3 separate regions of the Sus scrofa genome follow, and regions 1 and 3 are each linked to region 2. The links are chromatin contacts, called in public Hi-C maps. All regions are on one chromosome and are shown on one strand. The core of a region is the stretch at or near the end of the contact, and the rest is flanking DNA. Distances in the headings are between cores, read along the strand shown. Region 1 holds the start of HAND2 (heart- and neural crest derivatives-expressed protein 2). Region 2 has its middle 160 kb from the start of CEP44. Region 3 has its middle 140 kb from the start of HAND2.

Region 1 (2,981 bases), core at 180-2,679, 410 kb after region 2:
CAGCCTGGGTAACGTGGTGGGTATATCCAGCGACGATGAGGCGGGCATTTCCAGCGTGCGCCCAGGTCAAAGCCTCAGCTTTGCCCGCGGCGCCCCGCCGCCAGCCTCGGCCAGAGACGCGCCTTTGTGGGGGCGCAGCCGCCCGCCGCCTCTGCTCCCACTGCGCCCGCTGCCTGCTGGTTTTCTTGCCTAGGTTACCTACAGAACACTTCGAAAAGCAATATCTGCCTTCTTTCCCCACCCCCCTTCAAACCAGTAAAGAAAGCGGAGTGATACTGTACCTGATTTGAGATTCTTCAATATTTGAGACTTAGGGGAAAATATTTTAATAGTGAAGCATCTGTTAAACACTTGCATTAACCTCTGGCTGATAAAAAAGTTTTTTTTTTAACCCTGCCCCCCCCTCGTTTTAATTATCTTATGGTTATGAAGGGGCAGCCAATCCTGAAAGAGGACCTCGGCAATTAGCAACGAGAACATCAAAAAGTTTTATTGCGGAGAGCGCGAGGCGCCGCCCCCGCCGCCCCGGGATTGGCGTGAGGAGCCTCTGACGACATATATTAACCCGAGCGGCCCTAAAGATGTAGCTGTACATGGAGATCTTGCTGGGAAAATCCGCTTGCTCCCCTCACGGCGTCCAGTCCCGGAGAACAGCCGCCGCCGCCGTCACCCAGGAGCCCCCACGGCCGCTGCGCAACAGCCCTCCAAGCCCCAGCCGCCGCCTTCGCGCTCCAGGGCGCCTGCAGGGCTCAGATCCTTCCCCCGAAAGGAGAGGCTCTGAGAAAATGGATGCACTGAGACCTCTCTGAAAACCCTCCGAGGGAGCACGAGAGGAGAGCGGAACACGTTACTCGCTGCTAAAGTCACATTCCAGGACCAAAACAACAACAACCAAAAATTTCATTAAAACAATAAGCGCCCAAGAACCCAGATCAGGCTGGTTGGGGGAGGGGAAGGGGCGGGAAGGGGAGGGTCGCATGGAGGTAGCTTCACAGTGAGCGGTCGACCCCGCCGCCTCCCCGCAGAGCCGGGCCGGCTCCTCCAGCCGCGGCTCGGACTCTTCCCGGGATTCGGAGGAGCCGCGGCGCCAGGAGCGCGGCCGGGGCGCGGAGCCCGGCGACTCGGCCGAGCAGCCCCGCGGGAGCCGGGACGCCTTTGCATGAGCACGAGAGGACTGTGCCTGCCCGCAGCAGCCCGGGAAGCAGGACCCCGCGCGCGGGCCGTGGAACAAGGCGGGAACCGGAGGCGGCGGCGGCCAGGGGCGCACGGTGCCGGGACCAGCTCGCCGCGCCCTATGGGGAGCCGGCGGCCGCGGCGCTGCTGAGGCGGGCCCCGCGGGCCAGGCGGGTGGCCGGGGCCCGGGCTGCAGCAGCCCCCTCTGCGGCTGCGGGGCCGGCCCGGGCACCGGGGGGCTGGGGGTGGGGGGTGGGGGAGGACGCCGAGCGCCGAAGCAGGGGCCCGGGCTGGGGGCGCGGCGGGGCTGCGCGCACGCTGGGGCGCGGAGGGCGAAATGAGTCTGGTTGGGGGCTTCCCTCACCACCCGGTGGTGCACCATGAGGGCTATCCGTTCGCCGCGGCCGCGGCCGCTGCGGCCGCCGCGGCCGCCAGCCGCTGCAGCCACGAGGAGAACCCCTACTTCCACGGCTGGCTCATCGGCCACCCCGAGATGTCGCCCCCCGACTACAGCATGGCCCTGTCCTACAGTCCGGAGTACGCCAGCGGTGCCGCCAGCCTGGACCACTCCCATTACGGGGGGGTGCCGCCGGGCGCCGGGCCCCCGGGCCTGGGGGGGCCGCGCCCGGTGAAGCGCCGGGGCACAGCCAACCGCAAGGAGCGGCGCAGGACTCAGAGCATCAACAGCGCCTTCGCCGAGCTGCGCGAGTGTATCCCCAATGTGCCCGCCGACACCAAACTCTCCAAGATCAAGACGCTGCGCCTGGCCACCAGCTACATCGCCTACCTCATGGACCTGCTGGCCAAGGACGACCAGAACGGCGAGGCGGAGGCCTTTAAGGCGGAAATCAAGAAGACAGATGTGAAAGAAGAGAAAAGGAAGAAGGAGCTGGTTAGTACCAGGGGACGGCGGGCGGTGGGGTGTGGGGGACCGAGAATCCCGGTCTCTTTCCCTTTGGCCTGAGCAATGGCACACCGCGCTCTCTGCTGCATCCTGAGACAAGGTTGTTTGCACCAGGTTGTGGTCGAGATGGTTTCCCGAAGAAGCAGAGGAGGTGGGGGAGGGTGTCAGCACGCGGAGGAGGTTAAGAGGGATGCTTCGTGTGGGTGATCTTCCCTCCGGGTCATTGCTGCTCTCCCCCCCCCCAACACCCCCCCCCGCACCCCGCTCCCCCGGGCCCTTGAGGCAGGACTCAGGTTCCGAATTGATCTTCTGATCGCACTGGCCCGGACCCCTCATTTTCTGTCCTTTAGAGCCTTCATTTGGCGTCCAATCCGATCTTACTTTCAGATAGTTATAAAATAAGTTGTTTAGAAGCGCTTGATTCCAATGATTTCACTGTTGATCGCATTGTCCCCTTTTAAGATCGAGGCTGCCACTGATTCTAAGAGAGTTTTGTGGTTGTTCTGATTACTATGCCCAGTTACGTAAAGGTTAACATAAAATATGTACTTTTAACTTCAAAATGCATCTCGTTTCTCTCTGGCAGTGAAGATAAAATGTAACTTCCCAGGCGACTGTACTTAAATGGGCATTTCTTGTTTTGTTTGCATGAGCCCATTTAAGACAAATGGTAAATATTACCACTGTCATTTTATCGTTAACAAAAATGAAAAATTATAACTGAAAATTAGTTTTCTCAAGTACCTACCAGGTGCCCATAGGGTAGTGGTGTTTAGAGCAGGGCTATTCCCATGAAAGGCCTGCAAAATAATCCCATTTGTCAAGTTTTCCTTCTTGGGGCCTGTGGCGTTTTAGTTGCTGCATAGTCGAGTGATCCGGGGTAACCAGGGATTTTGGAGGCCTT
Region 2 (3,120 bases), core at 327-2,826:
GAGCAAAACTTGATTAGAAATATCTTTCTTGATTATACCTTATATTCCTATTTTGATCTTCTCTATTTTAAATGGAAACAACCTCCTCATTTTCTTTTTAAAATATCAAGTTGGCTTAATGACAGTGTATAAAAGCAGTACAAATTTATTTATGCAGATGAAGGTCTAAAAAAATCAAGATCCATATTCATATTTCATTTTTTATCCCTGGCATCTTTTTCCTTCAGTTGAATATACCCATGCAGCTATATTAATATATAAACGTTATTTTTCCTTGGATGGTATTAATCTCAACCAAATATCTTAAGAGAATAATGGGAGGGTTTTTCCTTTTTGTTCAGAATTTCTTTTAAATCAGACATCTGGTATTTGGCACTCAACTTTTATTAGACTGGTCCAGCACTTTTAAAGGGGGGTAAATCATATGACTTTCATTTTAATTTTTACTGTAATGGTTTAATGTAGCCAACATATGCTGAGTAATAGCATTAAAATAAAATCAGTAAATGAAGGATTACAATCTGTCTGTGTCCAATTTTGCAAAGAAACTAATTAGAGAAAGGTTTTTCAGATCAGAATTGGATTAGCCAGCAATTTTTAAAAATTGTAATAATATAATGAGAAATCTTGGGACTTTAACATGTTGCTATTGAGAAAGAAAAATTGTAAGGGACATTAACACTTTTCACTCTAATTCTGGGCTGTGGGAAGTGCAGGTCAGGGTAATTCTTTTGCAGGACTCTCTCCTCACTGCCAGAAAGCATTTAGACACGAAATCCAAGGCTTTTTCACAGTTATCTATTTTAATTATAAATATTAACTTGGGAACTGGAATGATTATAGCTGGTCTACGGATAATGCAGATTTCCCCACATCCTGGGGAGCATTCATTTCAATTTTCTCATTTCACTAACTGGGATTTGAGAAAGACTTTCTAGCCCACTCCTTAATTTTGGGCAGCCAGCCAGTTATTTTCTATGGTTCTACTTACTGAGGTACAGAACTGCATTTGGAATTAAGCTGGAATTTTATTTATAGCTTTGGAATGTCTTGCTAAATGTCTCTAAATATGGCACTTCTCTGTAAATGGAATGAAACCTCAATCATTTCTACATAGAAATTGAGCAAAGAGAATTATTGAGGTAATGTTTGTCAGTTTCCTTAAATTCTGTCAGTTACGGGTAGCATAAATAAGAACATTAATGGATTCGTCTTACCACAGAGATCTTAATTATAAATATTTTGGGCTCATGACTAGGACTGGTAATTCAAAGGAGATTTTTGACAAACAAGCTCAACATGGAACATCACTCTATAAGAGGTAATTTTATGACTTGTAAGATAATTTGGAAAGATTCGGTTCTGATTAAAAGAATAAAAGGTGAGGTATAAAATTATTCTACCTAATATCCATTTCAATATCGTGAATAGGACAAAACCATGTTATGTTCATTTAGTGTTTTTCAGTGAATAAGAAACGCGATTGGTTGCGCTTTGCAATTTTTAGGCATTCACTAAAGTCATAATTTCCTCATGTTATAGAAATCCAGAACAGGACAAACCAAATCACTGGTTCAATATGCTAAATTAGCATAGTTGGCATTTGACAAACTCACGGAAAATGGCCTTCAAAATGCCAGCATGTCTTTGCCCCTTTTATCTCCTCAAAGTAGTGTCCCATTCTTTTCCAAATGTCCTAAATTTCAATGTCATTTTTATTTTCCTTTTTGTTCTTTTTCTAGACAATCTCAAGCAAAGTGAGTAATACAGGAAGGGATTCCAAGGAGCACCACAGGAAATGCTCATCTAAAGACCCCTCTTCTGCCATTGACCAGTTTGATCTCTTTTCTTTTTTGGACAATAATTTCCACTGCTAAGTTCATTAGAAATTAGGCAACACAGCAAGAGAATGACCTTACAAAACATAAGTATGTGCAGTGAGCAAGAACGTACTGAATCTTGTTCCTTCAGGTTTTCTACGTTTATGTTAATTTTCACTTGTGCTTTTGGTGAGACAAAAATACCATAATATATATCATTTGGGTCCTCAAGGAGTTTATCATGAAGCCATCGATACACCTGAAATAATCTATGAACAATCCTAGAAAACGAATAACAAATTGAGAAATTAAATATAATTATTTCAAATGTGTGTGCTACAGATAGTAGTCAGGACAAAGGAGTCCTTAATGGATGGGAGATAATAACTAGGTTACATGTAGAAGTAACTTGAGCTTGGGCCTTGGATTATCCTATAAAGGAAGAAGGGGTGGAGTTCCCAATGTGGTGCAGTGGGTTAAGGATCCACCTTTGCAGCAGCTACAGCATAGGTGGCAGCTCTGGCTCTGATTCATTTCCTGGCCCAGGAACTTCCATATGCTGCCTCTGTGGCCAGAAAGTGGGGAAGAAAAAGGAAGAAGCGATGGGGGGTGGGGGTGGGGGGTGGAGTCCAGAAATTGTCTTTGAATGAATGTAACAGGAGTAATTCCAAGTCAGGTAACCACTAATAGGGCAGAGATAAACTTGAGTTTCCCCAATCATGAAAGTTTACTTAACATCCATCAAAGACTCACATGAGGAGGATTTGGAAAGGTGTGAGGATATAACCAAAGAGAGAAAATCAAAAGATCAACATTGATGGCTTTAAAATTGTGGCTTCTTCTAGTGTTGGTCCAATGGCGTTAATCCTCACTTCTTTCTCTTCCCCACTTTTTAGTCACTGTGTCTGGTGGAACTACATAGAATTAGATGTTTTTCTAAATCTTCTATATATTCTACTGCATTAATGATAGCTCAGCAGAGATGCCTGGAGGCAGAGAGAATGGAACTGTAACACCATTCCACTGCCCAGGTCGTTCTCTCGCACTGACCAGGAGCTTGGTGGATTCCTTTACACCTGTCAGTCTCCACATGTGTCAGAGGTATGGAGCACATGCAGGTTTTGTTCGAGAGCTCCACACTTTCTTATGAAAATGCAACTACTAGTAGTCTCCAGTACAGAATTTCCCCAAGTGTAGGTATATATTTTGTTTAGACTATTGTAACTATTCTTTCTCCCCAGAGTCATGTTCTTACTACACAGCATTTAGTCTTCACATACTTGGATAAATATTTTCTATC
Region 3 (3,199 bases), core at 690-3,189, 270 kb after region 2:
TCCCAAGAGTTACTAAGTTATTTTCATTACCTCCAAACCTCCCTCTAGTTTGTGATGCTGTTACTGGGACCTGCAGATTAAATTTCTGCTTCGCCACAGGCTTCTTCAGGTTCTGCCAACAGAGGACAGAGGGAGAGAGAGAGAAAGAAAAAAAAAAAAAAAACAAATGTAGCCATAGGTCCTACTTTTTAAATGGCATCTTATTATTTGTGTAAAGAATTTGGACTGCACTCTAAAAGCAATGAGAAACCATTTGTGAAGCTCTTAAGAGTCCTAAATTTTAGAACCCCTTGTCTGCCAGCAGAGAAAGTGCAATTTGAAGTAGTAGAGTTATGGTCATGAACCAGGTGAGAGATGATAAGGCCTGAACTAAATATGGGAGGATTCAGAGATACTGAAGAAATGTCACTGTCATGGCTGATTGAGTGAAGATCATGAACAGGAAGGAGAGACCTGGGCAACTAGACAGATGGTAGAGCATTAACACGGATGAGGAATGCAGGAAGATGTGGTGCTTTGGTCAGAAGAATGATAAGTCTGTGGTGTTTTAGATACAGATACTTTGTGGAACTCCCACTTATAGACATTCTTTTTCTAGAGGTTGGGAGAGATGTAAGGGACATAAATACAAATTTTGAAGCAATCGGCATAGAGATGGTAATTGAACCTATGAGCAGATAAAATTTCAAAAAGAGTGGACATAACAGGAAAAGAAGACAAAGGCTCAAGGCCACCTCACTCACCCCCAGAGAGTTGGGGGGAAGTTTCAAAAGTATAATGTATAGGGAAATACTCCTTATGTTACTTACTATTTTCCTCATAAAGTCCTTTACATGGTTTACATGGTTTAAATCAACATGGCTTACAGAAAACATAGTTTATGACTCACATTCATATATGTGCCTGTAAATATCAAATAAAGACTATGTAAAATATCCCATCCTACCTCTGCCTCTTCTGGGAATAAGGCTGAAAAATTCTATAGTGTCCCATTTGACTGTTCCTGAATTTGTTTTCACTTGTAAATGCAAATAATAATATTTTTTATTTCCCAGTGTTTTTAAACCCCATTGGGAAAAAAATGCCACTTTTACTTTATAAATAATATATAATAGTAGTAACTTTAAAGACTTGGATCTCATTTACCAAACACTATTCCACCATTCCTAAATATTTTTATAATCATACGGCCTCTCCATTCAGTTTCCTTTCACCAATTCAAATGAAAGTCTGAAGTGCCACAAAAATGCATTTTATTTACAGAACTGGTTTATCACTTGAGAAATATCACCACAGTCTTCATGCTCAACCTTTATACCCTGTAAAATGTGTAGTATATCAGAAGCCAAAGCGGGATATTGGGGAATAAACAAATTAGATGCCTGAAAGTTTAGTACAAAGGCTACAACATAACAATAGGTGGTGCTGCTGGGATGGATACAGAACATGTACATTTTATTCAACACATGTCATGGAAATTCTTTCTGAACGAAATGACTATGTTTATTCAATTAAAGGTTGTCTTGGAGCAAAAATAAAATCTGATCAGGAGGAGAATTTGAGAAAGACAAAAGCTTCCATCAACTTCGTGTACTGAACAGAAAGGTATTTCCACCAGTGGGAGCTAGTTTTTGTAAGCAGACTTTCATGTACAGCCGGCAAATTCTGTGTTCATTCCTCAAGGCCAGGGACAGGCTGAGTCTTCTGTGCTTCTGTCTATCAGATGAAACCAATAACTGCCAGGTTCCGAATTTAGATAGGTACAAAAGATACTCGTCAATGTTCCTTAATGAAACTGTTATTATGATTTCTCTCTTTCTAATATGAATTTCAAGTGGAAGAAGGTTGACATCTAGATTTCTTCCTTGCCTGAGCATATGCGGTAGCTCAAGCACTTTGATCTCGAGCAGTGTCAACCTGCTCTTGGCTGTAACCAAATGATTTGAAGTTTCACAATAAATTAGGGTTAGAAGAAGAAAACTTTCAAAGGATGAGAATGGACCTGCATATCCAATTTTCCTAAGCCATTTCTAACCTTGCAATCAAAATGATATATTTTTCCTCTTCTTATATGTCTTTTTTAATTTATTTTTTATTAGGGTATAGTTGATTCACAGCATTGAGACAATTTCTGCTGTATAAATATACCCAGTCATACTATATATGTCTTTAAAAATATGTGACCATCATGATAGAAATGTAACATTCACACCCTCTTTGTGGTCAAATCCCACCTGTGGGCTAGGGGTCCCCACTAGGTACTACCTGGCACATTATACGTCCTTAGCATGACAGTCCGAGTCCAGAGTGACAGGTGTAAATAACTATTTAATTCTCTGGCTTCTCTTTGAGAGTCTGGTCCCTAGTTCTAATCACAGTGCTTACCACATAGCAGGCACTTGGTAAACATTTGCTAACTGAAAGCATGAACTCCCAGTACTTGGGGGGGGGGGGGTGTTTCTCCAAAGAACCTGCATGTTAATTCTTGATTCCAACCACCATTCATTTGAAAGCTGACTTGTTCAATGTAACAGCAGTTTGCCTTCCATACGTTTTGTTCCAAATCAAGTTAAATTTTCTCCCAGTGGATTATTAGAGACAGCAAACTCTGAACTCATGACTCATGCTTTTGTACCCTGCATGGAAAAAAATGAAACTGAAAAGAGGAAATCCAGAAGCTGCCAGCTTTGGAAACTACAAGCATAATGGGAATTATCTGCCCAGCCTACTATGGAATTACACCAACCTTAATTATAACACAGAGAAGCTCCCTTACGGATGGATTATTTTAAGGTAGTAACTAACCAATAAATTCTATTCTATGCTTTGAAGGCTTTTTTCATATAAATGTAGCATCTTGTGTTTGGCATAAGGTAAATGCACATCTGGTTTTCCCTATTCACCTCAAAGTATAATGTTTGGACACTTTTCTCTGTGAGTTTCATGAAAACGGCATACGTGGCACAGATATATTTTATGGATGTGAGATATGTTATGAAGTTTCTGGTAAAGGCAATCTCTCTATGGGTCTCTTTTTTAGCAAATCCGTTTATGTGAAATAATTGGGATAGATTAGTCAAAAATGCTTTCATCTTGGTTTCTTGCCTACATTGCATTTTAAAATAATTAAAACTCCAGATTGTTTCTGTTTTTCACCTAAGTTTACTGGCACCCAGCAAAGAAGCCTCCACTTTGATTT

What was found. Hi-C and Micro-C count contacts between places; a contact is called where the count stands out from the background.
Region 1: a contact with region 2 is called in a Hi-C map of embryonic fibroblasts, with 3 times the contacts expected there. The contact joins the promoter of HAND2 here to the enhancer-like site in region 2. A contact is called at or near these places in 5 of 47 Hi-C or Micro-C datasets (embryonic fibroblasts, fetal heart ventricle, fibroblasts and 1 more).
Region 3: a contact with region 2 is called in a Hi-C map of embryonic fibroblasts, with 2.1 times the contacts expected there. The contact joins two enhancer-like sites. A contact is called at or near these places in 3 of 47 Hi-C or Micro-C datasets (embryonic fibroblasts, fetal heart ventricle and heart right ventricle).

The regions. Positions count from the first base shown.
Region 1 is chr14:16,458,660-16,461,640 of Sscrofa11.1, forward strand. It overlaps HAND2 (heart- and neural crest derivatives-expressed protein 2), which reads left to right and starts at 1,430. Exons shown (of 2, transcript XM_013982698.2): 1 at 1,430-2,065. The coding sequence starts at 1,511. LOC100517194 reads right to left here and starts at 557. Exons shown (of 6, transcript XM_021073071.1): 1 at 511-557; 2 at 1-245. The coding sequence starts at 557.
Region 2 is chr14:16,050,920-16,054,039 of Sscrofa11.1, forward strand. No RefSeq gene overlaps it. Among named protein-coding and RNA genes, the nearest start is that of CEP44, 160 kb to the left of the region's middle. Within about 2 kb of position 1,577, at least 2 of the 83 cell types and tissues checked have an H3K27ac peak or open chromatin away from gene starts, as enhancers often do.
Region 3 is chr14:16,317,407-16,320,605 of Sscrofa11.1, forward strand. No RefSeq gene overlaps it. Among named protein-coding and RNA genes, the nearest start is that of HAND2, 140 kb to the right of the region's middle. Within about 2 kb of position 1,940, at least 3 of the 83 cell types and tissues checked have an H3K27ac peak or open chromatin away from gene starts, as enhancers often do.